Linked DNA regions of Macaca mulatta: regions 1 and 3 are each linked to region 2. The links are chromatin contacts, called in public Hi-C maps. All regions are on one chromosome and are shown on one strand. The core of a region is the stretch at or near the end of the contact, and the rest is flanking DNA. Distances in the headings are between cores, read along the strand shown. Region 1 holds the start of PRP4K (pre-mRNA processing factor kinase PRP4K). Region 2 holds the start of PXDC1 (PX domain containing 1). Region 3 holds the start of ECI2 (enoyl-CoA delta isomerase 2).

What was found. A called contact is a pair of places that touch in the nucleus more often than the background predicts.
Region 1: a contact with region 2 is called in a Hi-C map of liver, with 3 times the contacts expected there. The contact joins the promoter of PRP4K here to the promoter of PXDC1 in region 2. A contact is called at or near these places in 4 of 14 Hi-C or Micro-C datasets (CD4 T cells, fetal cortex germinal zone, fetal cortical plate and 1 more).
Region 3: a Hi-C map of liver shows a contact between it and region 2, with 2.7 times the contacts expected there. The contact joins the promoter of ECI2 here to the promoter of PXDC1 in region 2. A contact is called at or near these places in 2 of 14 Hi-C or Micro-C datasets (fetal cortex germinal zone and liver).

The regions. Positions count from the first base shown.
Region 1 is chr4:179,218,665-179,222,099 of T2T-MMU8v2.0, forward strand. It overlaps PRP4K (pre-mRNA processing factor kinase PRP4K), which reads right to left and starts at 1,726. Exons shown (of 20, transcript XR_013416851.1): 1 at 1,561-1,726. It overlaps LOC144340585 (a long non-coding RNA gene), which reads left to right and starts at 1,807. Exons shown (of 5, transcript XR_013416853.1): 1 at 1,807-1,937.
Region 2 is chr4:179,508,827-179,512,204 of T2T-MMU8v2.0, forward strand. PXDC1 (PX domain containing 1) reads left to right here and starts at 1,830. Exons shown (of 5, transcript XM_015135486.3): 1 at 1,830-2,312. The coding sequence starts at 2,057.
Region 3 is chr4:179,094,289-179,097,593 of T2T-MMU8v2.0, forward strand. ECI2 (enoyl-CoA delta isomerase 2) reads left to right here and starts at 1,415. Exons shown (of 11, transcript XM_078000987.1): 1 at 1,415-1,581. It overlaps LOC106997776 (a long non-coding RNA gene), which reads right to left and starts at 1,004. Exons shown (of 5, transcript XR_013416847.1): 1 at 834-1,004.

The DNA.
Region 1 (3,435 bases), core at 476-2,975, 290 kb before region 2:
TGGGGAAGGGAAGGGAAATTAAAGACTATCTCTGTTATTCATACAGTAGAGGCCTGAATATGTATTTTTTAAATTATTAAGTCTAATATTATTTGAAAACAGTATGCGAATAAAATGACTAACCCACTCCTCGAAATGAATCTCAAACATCCCTAAAATCAAATAAATGGACATAATACTACAGAAATTTTCAGATTAGTAGAAAATGTAACCACATAGCACGAGATCTGCACTGTATTGGCATAAACACTGTAACTGTGCCACACAATGAACTCGGTGAGAAACAGTAAGAGGTTAAAGCTAGTTTAAAACTTCAGAATCCATTTGTTCTCTGCTAAGGCAAATTATAAAAATAATACAGCAGTTTTGAAAAGCCCTTAGTTAAAAATTCCGTTTTTCCGCCTAGCTGAGTAATGCAGATGATTGAAGAGCCCAAAACTGGACGTACAGCAATTAAGTGTCAGGTTGTCTGGTGGCAAAGATTTCTCCTATCGCTCAGTCACAACTTGCTGGGAGACTATACCTCTTTCTAAAATGGCTGGAAACAGATGAGACAGTGCAGATGCAAAAAAAACGGTCGCTATAGGAACATTGCCGTAAAATCCATTCTCTCTATTATGGTTCTTGTTTGAGTTTTCCTAACATAGACATGAAGAGCAAAATACTGCTTTTAGTTAACCAATGGTTAACCTTGCAGCATACACACGTATTTTTTTTTTTTTTCATTTTTCATTTGGCCGCATGGATTCTTATATTAGCTTAATTATAGATATAAAGTGGTTTGGCAGTAGCTAGCAATTCCCACTACTCCTTCCACTCGTCCTCCTAAAGGGTTATAAACTCAAGCAAAAAAAACAAAAAAAAAATGCCAGGCCTCAAAACCAAAGACTCTATCTCACTTTGCCTCAAGTTTGCAAGTTGGTAAAAAAAAAAAAAAGCTGCCGGCAGGCACTCAAAAACACAAAACAAAACAAAACAATACTGGGTGACTGCTGGACTAAAGAATACAAGGTGACGAGATCAAGTATCCTGCTAGCCACAGACTAGCTCTGGGATGGCCAGAGAGTGTGACCCCACCACCTCCGCGCTCTGCTTTCAGGTCCTAAACTGACACCAGTAAAAGGACGACTGGGGGTACCGCAAGAGGAAGAAAAAACTTGGGCTTGCCCCGCCTGCTGCCACTGACCCTCGTGTCCCCAACACCGATGCCGCTAAGAGCCGCGGCCAGGGAGCTTAGATGGGTCCCCAAGGGAGGAATGGGAAAGCGCGACCTCACTGCCGCCACGCGCACCGGACCTGTAGAGGCCGCTCGCGCCTACGCCTCCCGGGGCAACGACGCGCTGCAGGCCGCGGCCGCCTTCACCCCAGCAGCCGCGGCCTCTGAGAGAAGGAAGCTCGAAGGCCGCCTGCTCCCCATGCCTCCCACCCCACAACGAATCGCGCCGGAAAAGGCAAAGTTTGACTCTCGCCGTTAGGCCCGAACTTTCCCGCCCGCCCGTGCAGCTCCCACTCGGCCGTCCCCGGGCTCCAGCCTCTGGCCCACTCACAGAGACTACTTACTCTGTCTGCTCCCGCAGCGACTGGGTCTCCGCGGCGGCCATCTTGAACTTCCTGACTCCTCGGCGGCGGTGGCGGCGACTCCCGGACGGTGGAAGGTAGTGGAAGTGGAAGAAGAAGGAAAAGAGCTGCCGCGCATGTGCTGACCGCGTAGGGAAGAGCGGGGTTCTGAGTCCGCGCTAAGAATCCGGATATGAAACCTTGCGTCCCGGGACTGGCGCAGGGCGTAGTGTCGTAACTTCCGGGAGCATGGTGGGCGGTGCTGCTGAGGATTGAGGGCCGTGTCAAGCTTGAGCTCTTTCGTCAGTGCTAGAAATGGACGTTTAGTTATCGAAGCCTGCTGACGAGGGGAGCCAACAAGAGAGGGATGTCGGCATCGGGTATGCGGTTCCAAGAACTGATTGGCTATGGAGACTGGAAGTTGGGTGAAAATTCTCATAAACTCGGGCAAACGAATTGATGATTTTTCCCTGGTCGGTGTTAAGAGACACAGTAAATGCTTAACCATCTCGCTAGATAGCTCAGCTGAAGTGGCATTAGCTTCCCCGGAAAGGGTGTAGAAAGGCGTTTTAAAATACTGTAAATTAGGGTTGTACCTCGACGTAAATATCTTTTAATGTGGAACTGTTACTGTATTTGACACATCTTTTCAACTTTTACATAGTTCAAGGGTGACATGATTCAGGAGTCGTTCAGTTCGTTGTTTCCGTAATTGGAACGTGTAATGTTTTTTGGCCCAAGTTGCTTTATGTGATTTTGTTTTTTTCTATAACGACGCTGCAGTAATGGGGTAGAATGGAATATTGTAGGGAAAACATTTACTGGTTCTTGGAGAGCTCTCAATACCAATTAGGTTCTTTAATTCCTCTTTAAAAAAAATTTCTCGGCCTGGCGCTGTGGCTCACGCCTGTAATCCCAGCACCTTCGGAGGCCGAGGTGGGCGGATCACCTGAGGCCAGGAGTTCGATACTAGCCTGGCCAACATGGTGAAACCCTGTCTCTGTTAAAAATACAAACAATTTAGCCGGGCGTGGTGGCGCGCGCCTATAATCAATTCCAGCTACTCGGGAGGCTGAGGCAGTTGAGAATCGCTTGAACCCGAGAGGCGGAGGTTGCACTGAGATCACGCCACTGCGCTCCAGCCTGGGCAACAGGGCAAGATTCCATTAAAAAATATATATATATATCCATACTTTGGAACCTAGAAGCAGCGTGACGATCACTTTCATTCTTGTAATCATCTTAGTTTGCCTTTGTCCTAGAAAATTGAGTTCGGAATCTCCAGGCTCCATACATATCTCTTGATTTCCAGGGGAGAAGGGTTTCAAATGTTCTTACAAAATGTCTCTTGCTGCCTGAATTCCCAACGTTTTGAAATGTTAGGGCCAGGCGCGGTGGCTCAGGCCTGCAATCCTCTAGCACTTTGGGAGGCCGAGGCGGGCGGATTGCCTGAGCTCAAGAGTTCGAGTCCAGCCTGGCCAACATAGCGAAACCCTGTCTCTACTAAAAATACAAAAAATCAGCCGGCGTGGTGGCGCCTATAGTTCCAGCTACTCGGGAGGCTGAGACAGAATCGCTTGAACCCGGGAGGCGGAGGTTTCAGTGAGCCGAGGTCGCGCCATTGCACTCCAGCCTGGGCAACAAAAGCAAAAACTCCGTCTCAAATAAAATAAGTAAATAAATGAAATAAACTTAGTAAACTATTTTTAAATAAATAATGTTAAAATTAACAGTGTATGTAGTAGAACTGTGAGAGATCTCATCTTGGAAACAGTGATATACTTGAAGGCAAAAGATTGGATCAGGTACTATTAACATGTTTTACACATGAACAAACTGACACTAAGAGGTAAGGTAATTTGCTTTTGATGATTGAGT
Region 2 (3,378 bases), core at 580-3,079:
TTGGGGTCTGGGACAAGTTTTAAGGAAGCAGAGGGCAAAGGAAAGGACTTAGAAATGTTGGCTTGGCAGGATCTGTTTGAAGGCCTTCAACTTTGGCCATTTATGGCAAGGTATGTTGAGTTGGATTTTAGCCCCTATCTTCTGGGCCAAGAGACCCTTCCCTTCTGAGAGTTCAAATGTTCGGGTTCCAGTCATGTCCCAGTCTTCTTCGTTCCAAGGAGAGGAACAGTCGGTTCTGGATGTTTGTTAGACATCAAACCTTTTTCTAGGGTGCATGCCTGGGCTTTGTGACTTAAGAGTTTTTGGCTCTGTTACACCTGCAAGGTAACTCAACATTTTGTTATAAACAGAGTAAGCCTCGTTTGGGCTGGTCCTGTGGCTGCAACGGCACTTATTCCCACCACCTAGAATCAAGCGCTGCTGACACACTGTTTACTTCCAGTTCCCACGGCCCCTATTCCCCTATACAAAATTACACAGGAAACATATGCGTTCATTTAATTAACAAATGTATATAAGAACATCATAGACAAAGCAAAGTCTCTTGACACTCTCCATCTTGACCTGTTCACCGTCCCAGACCAGGTGAAGAACTTTGAAGCTATGCTATCTGCAAGTCACCGGCACAGTCGGAATAAAAGCTGGTCGTGGTGGTGAGGGTCATCCGGGTCGGGACTGAGTCAAGGCAGGTGGGACCGAATGGTAGGGACCTGGGTGGACATCTGGGTCGGGACTGAGTCCAGGCAGGCCACCTGCCTTGGGCCTCCAACGTTTCTGCACAGGGCTGGGCTTTAAGAGGCTTTCCAGAGCGCTGCCGGGGCGGGGGTGGGGTGAGGTGAGGGGCTCGCCCTGGCTCTCCCACCCCTGCCTACACGCTGTAAGGTCACTGGATTCATTTCTGGAACTAACTTGTAATTCTCAAGTGCTATTAATTCTCTTCCAACAGGAACCGCCTCAGTAACGCGCCGCTGAGTCAGTTTTCAGGGCGGGTGGTTTCCCCACGTCCACTCCTGAGGCCCCTCAAGCGCACCCACGGCGTCCGGCTTCCCAGGGCGCTCTTTCCCAGGAGACTTTCTCATCCCTGTTTTCTCTCCTCTTCCGACTTCTCCGAGGGCTGCCCCGCGGTCTGTCCGGCCGCGTCCCGGGCCTTGGGGCGGCTGAGGCATGACCGGAATGCGCGGGAGGACGCGGGGCGGGGACGCGAGGGCAAGGACGCGGGGCACGGAGGGGACGCGGGGCACGGAGGGGACGCGGGGCACGGAGGGGACGCGGGGCACGGAGGGGACCCGGGGCGGGCCGGCCTGGCCTGGGCCCTGGTCGGGGCGGCGCTCGGCCCAGCCCGCGCCCTCCGCCCCGACACTCGCAGCCCCGCCTCCGGACCCCCGGTAGTTGCCATCCCCTTGCGGGCCGGGTGGGGCGCGCAGCTCCCAGCCCTGGGAGGTCCCGAGGATCGCGAAACGGAAAGAGAAAAAAGTCGGCGCCTAGCGCCTGGCAGGCAGGGCCCGCCCCGCCTCCCTTCCCGGCTGGTCCAGTCACCGACCTGCGGCTCCGGGGCCGCGAGGGAGGAGGCGCGGGGGGCGCGAGGCGGGGGCGGGCGCTCGGGGCTCGGCCCCGCTCTCGGCTCCGGGGGTTCCCGTGGCCGCAGCAGCGCGGTCTCTGCGGAGGCGGCGGGGGCGCGGCCAGCCAGACCTCTTCCTTTCCAGGGCGGCCCGCGGCGCCCGTTCCGCGGGAGGCGGGCGGGAGGCGGACGCGGCCTGGCCTCGACGTCGACTACCGCGCCGCCCGCGATGGGAAGCGCCTTATAAAGCCGCGCCCGGCCGGCCCGAGCCACTCGCCGCCGCGCCGCCCCGAACGCGGGCCGCACGCAGCCTCCTGGAGTGCCGGGCCGACCCCGGACGACCCCGGGCCCGGACGCACCGCGGACGACTCCTGCCCCGGACGCGCCCCGGACTACCCCGGCCACGGACGTACCCGGGACGACCCCGGCCAGGGCGCGCCTCCTGCGGCCGGGCGGGCGGCGGGGCCGGGGCGCCCTTGGAGGGGGCATGCGTGCGACATGGCCTCGGCGGTGTTTGAGGGCACGTCGCTCGTGAACATGTTCGTGCGTGGCTGCTGGGTGAACGGCATCCGCAGGCTCATCGTCAGCCGGCGCGGCGACGAGGAGGAGTTCTTCGAGATCCGCACGGAGTGGTCGGACCGCAGCGTGCTCTACCTGCATCGCAGCCTCGCGGACCTGGGTCGCCTGTGGCAGCGCCTGCGCGACGCCTTCCCCGAGGACCGGTCGGAGCTGGCGCGGGGGCCGCTGCGGCAAGGTGCGGGGCCGGGGACGCGGGGGGGGCGCGGGGCCGAGGCTACCTTGAAGTGCACGAAGGAGGCGGGGAGAGACTTCAACCGAGATTGCGACTTCTCCCTCCTGCCCACGCTGGACAGGGCACACTTGGACCCCGCGCCCGCAGACGAGGGGTGCCCGGGCGGCGGGGTTAGGGGGACGCGGAGCCGGCCTGCCCGGCCTGGGGGCGCCCCCGGCGGAGGAGCCAAATGGGGCGGGAAAGGGGCCGAGGCCGGCAGGGCGGGAGCCGGACTCTCCCCGAGGACGAGTCACTTCCGAGGAGGGCGGGGGCGCCAGGGGCTGAGCGGCTCCCAGGGTCAGCCCGGCCCTAGCCCCTGCCCAGTACCTCCCGAGGGCCGGCGGGCGGGCGGGCGCACTGGGAAGGCGTCTGGGAGCAGTTAACTGCAGGGTCCTAGCCGGGGGTCGCGTCGGGTCTGGCAGCCGCCCCTGAGTTCTCCCCGCGGAGGGCGCACCCCTGGTCTTCGAGCACGAGGTGCCACGCAGCCCTTCCGTCCCTCCTCGGAGGGGCCGCCCCGCCCGCGGCTGCCGCGGACAGCCAGGGCCCCCCCGCACCGCGACCAGGGCTGGTCCCCATTCGAGTTTGATCAGCTGCGCCGCCTCCTCCCCGGCCTTGTGACCGTCCTGGCTCGCGGGAATTCTTGTTTTCAGAAACCGCGGTGGCTTCCCTTTTCCTACGGCTCTGCCCGAGCTTTCTTTTGGAGGCCAAGCTGAGGGGGTGGAAGCGGGGAGGACGCAAGAGAGAGGGGCTGGAGTTGAGACGGAAGAATGCGGGGTGGAGGGAGCAGGCCGGGGAGGGGGGCCGCCTGGGAGGGCCAGGAGAGTAGAAGGGGCGGGAAGAGTGGAGGACTTCCGAGCAGCACCCCTGTCCCCCCCGCCGGACACGTGTGACCACCTGTAGCTCCGAGCATGGGGACAGTGGCCCAGCAGCCTTCCTTCAATCCTTCTCTAAGCGGAGACCTCCTGAAAGCCTGGGGCCAAGTTACTGAAGCAGAGGGTGGCCCGTCGCAGTCTCCCCAGCCTGCTGTCTG
Region 3 (3,305 bases), core at 165-2,664, 410 kb before region 2:
GGCGCATGCCTGTAATCCCAACTACTCGGGAGCCGGAGACAGGAGACTCACTTGAACCCGGAGGTGGAGGTTACAGTGAGCCAAGATTGTGACATCACACTGCAGCCTATGCAACAAGAGGGAAACTCCATCTCAAAAACAAAAACAAAAAAACAAAAAAATATATCTGGAGAAAGGCTTTGGGATAAGCCCAAATTGTTCTACTTGACTTTCGGTGTTGCCCTACCTACACTATTAGCCAGATCTATCTGATGAAACTTACTGCTAAAGTTACTTGAGACTTGGATTCTGCTCACCTGCAAGCCTCATGTCTTTGGGGAATTCACCAGGTTAATCTTTCTGGGTCTCAGTTCCCACATCAGCTCAACAGGGCAATATGCTCAACAGGGCAATTTCCACATCAGCTCAAAAGGGCAATATCGTTTTCCTTACAGGGTTGTCCAAAGACTTACAATTAGCCTGGCTCACTATCGATGGTCCACAAGTGTCAGCTACCTAATACTAAAACGCCTAGGCATGCTTGGATAGGACAACTTGGGCACAGAATTTAGAGGGGTGGTTTTGTTTTGTTCTGTTTTGTTTTTTGGTTCTCTGGGAACTGGACAAGGTGACACAGCCAAGGCCCTTCCAACTCTTAAGAATTCTTCCCCAAAGAAAATACTTTGCATATGCCTCAGCAGAACTCAAAAATATCCACGAACTCTTAACTGACACTAAAAAGTTGCATACTCCAAAAATCACTTCTGATTCCCAGGTGTCCTACCAGGTCTGCAAATCTTCGATTTGGGGGTGCATGACCTAGCTGCTCTTAAGCATACGCCCTCAATTGTTACCCCATCTCCCGGCTCACGGCTGGCCCTCGGGATGCAGCGACCCCTCCTCGCCAGGCTCCGCGGGACTCCGGGAAGGGCACTCAGTGCTCCGGCAACGGCAGGGTTCGCATTGCTGAGGTCCGCCCAGAGAACAGCCGCGCCTCCAGCTCGCAGTTCCTCCGAGCCAGGCCCGGGAGCATTTGTGCCCCGCCCCACGCGCCGCGTAGGTCCTCCCCGGATCACCGTCCCCGCACCCCGCGCCCTTCCTCCACTCCCGGGTGATACCTCGCCTCGCTCTGGCTCCGCCCCCGCATCTCAGTCCCGGATCCTGACCGCCTAGAGACCCCGCCCCGCCCACGCCCCTACCCCCGGCCCCACCCCCGAGCCCCCGCAGCCCCAGAGCCGCCCACGGGCTACTGACGCCGAAAGCGGCCAGGCTACGTTCTCAGCCTGGCCCCGCCCCAACCCTGGCCCCGCCCATGCCCCAGGCTCCTGCCTGGGCTCTGCTCTCGGCCCCGCCCCGCACCCAAGCCCCGGCCCCACCCCCAAACCTCCGCAGCCCGCGAGCCCAGGCCCCGCCCCCGAGCCCCGGCCCCGCCCCTGAGCCGCCCACCGGGTAGCGATGGCGCACTTGGCCTGGAGACTTGCACAGCGTTGGTGTCCGAGGTAAGCTTGGAGCCCCGGCCTCCCGGCCCAAGGTCTCCCGCAGGATACCGCTGTCCAGGCGAAGGTCATCGCCGTTGGAAGACCCTCCTTCCCTATTGTCTAGGTGGCAACAGGACTTTCTTTGCTGGTTTTCCAGGGAGGCAGTACTAAAGGATAACCACCTCACTCGCGCGCCCTCCTGCACCGATGGGCCCAGAGGGGTCAGGATGGGCGCGTCGGGAGGTCAGGGCTATGGTTCTCTGTCCGCAGTCCCCGAGGTCTCCGCCTGCGTTCGCGCACACTCCCATCCTCCGGGGGCCGGACTCCGGGCGGGTGAGCCGCCCCAGCTGGGCACGGTGGTTCCCCGGACACCCGGGCCTGCACTTCCCAGCCGGGCTGCCTCTGGGGTGCAAAGCGTTGCTTGCTAAAAGCGAGGTAAACGCAAGCCGTTACCACTCGTGTGGACTTAACACTCTTTGCCCTTTGGAGAACTCGTATGCTATAAAGTGAAATGGCCGGGTACGCAGTCACGGCTAAGCAGCACGCTCCACGTCCCAGGGGTCCCGGGAACCCCGCACGAATCTGTGTGTAGGGAACAAAACCGAAACACGGTGGTGGCCTTGAAGTGGTAAAATTATTAGTGATTTTCCCGACTTTATGTATTTCTTAAATGGTCGTGTTTTTGCTATTTGTTTTTAAAACTCACGCTTTATTTAAAAATAAATAATTTGTTCCACATTTTGTGGAAACTTGACGTTTCTTCTTTTTGTGGACATTTTAAATTTTTCTTTCGTTTTCTACTTGGAATTTGCCATATAAGATGCAGTTTTTCCCTTTACAGAAAATCATTTTAATATAAAACTTACTGTAGGCTGATCTTACTGAATCAGTTACTAATAGTCCAAAGTTTGAACCTAGAGTTCATTGTACCATTTTCGAGTTACGTAATTGTGTTTGTGTGTGAGGTTTGGGCTTTGTAACCTGTATTATTTTAATCATCTTTGATGCCATTAACTCTACTATTCCGGGTCATCGTCGTGAACATCCATTTTTTGCTTGTGGCCTGCCTGAGTCCTGTGCATTGAAGTTTGCCACCCCACCCCCGCTCACTATGTGTGCTTAAAAACCTGCTCGTCACCCCGCGGTGGTTACTGTTTCTGCTCTGTTCCTGGCTGGCTGGTTAAACATCCCCACAAAAGGAGGCACGCCTGCTGAGCCTCCTCCTTCACTGACTCCCTTCCACTGCAGGTAGATTCCCTCCCATCTGCTGAGAAGGCTGTGGCTCTGTCTGGAATGCCAGCAACTGTTCCTATGCCCTTTTGAATATTTCTTGTATATTCACATCCATTCTCCCTTCCTTCCACCTGTGTGTATGTTGGAAACCGGTTTTCCAGCAAAGAGACAAGAATTGACCTGATATAGTTTATGGCTTATCAGTGAGTGCAGAGGCTGTTTCAGGACTTTGGGACACGTTACAAAATTCTGTGCACTTTAGCTTTTTGGTCTCTTGCTGTTCACTGTCTTGCATGCGCTTCACTTCTTGCTTTTGGCAAAATTTACATGGTATTCCTGTTCTGGCTGTTTTTATCTTAAATTGCTTACAAATACTTCCCTGGATGGTTATTTACTTTTCCATTTATTTAAAGTTAGTACTGTTAGCTTCCGTATTGAGTTACTATCTTGGAATCCTTACAGCCAATTATTTGCAGCCAGTTTGCAGAGGCAAGTATAAAGAAAATATGGACAAACATAGCATTTTAGTATGTATGGGTTGGGAACAATTAGAAATCAGGCTGCAGAAATGTGAGGGTTGGGAACATATAGAAATCAGTCTGCCTAATTGTAGTT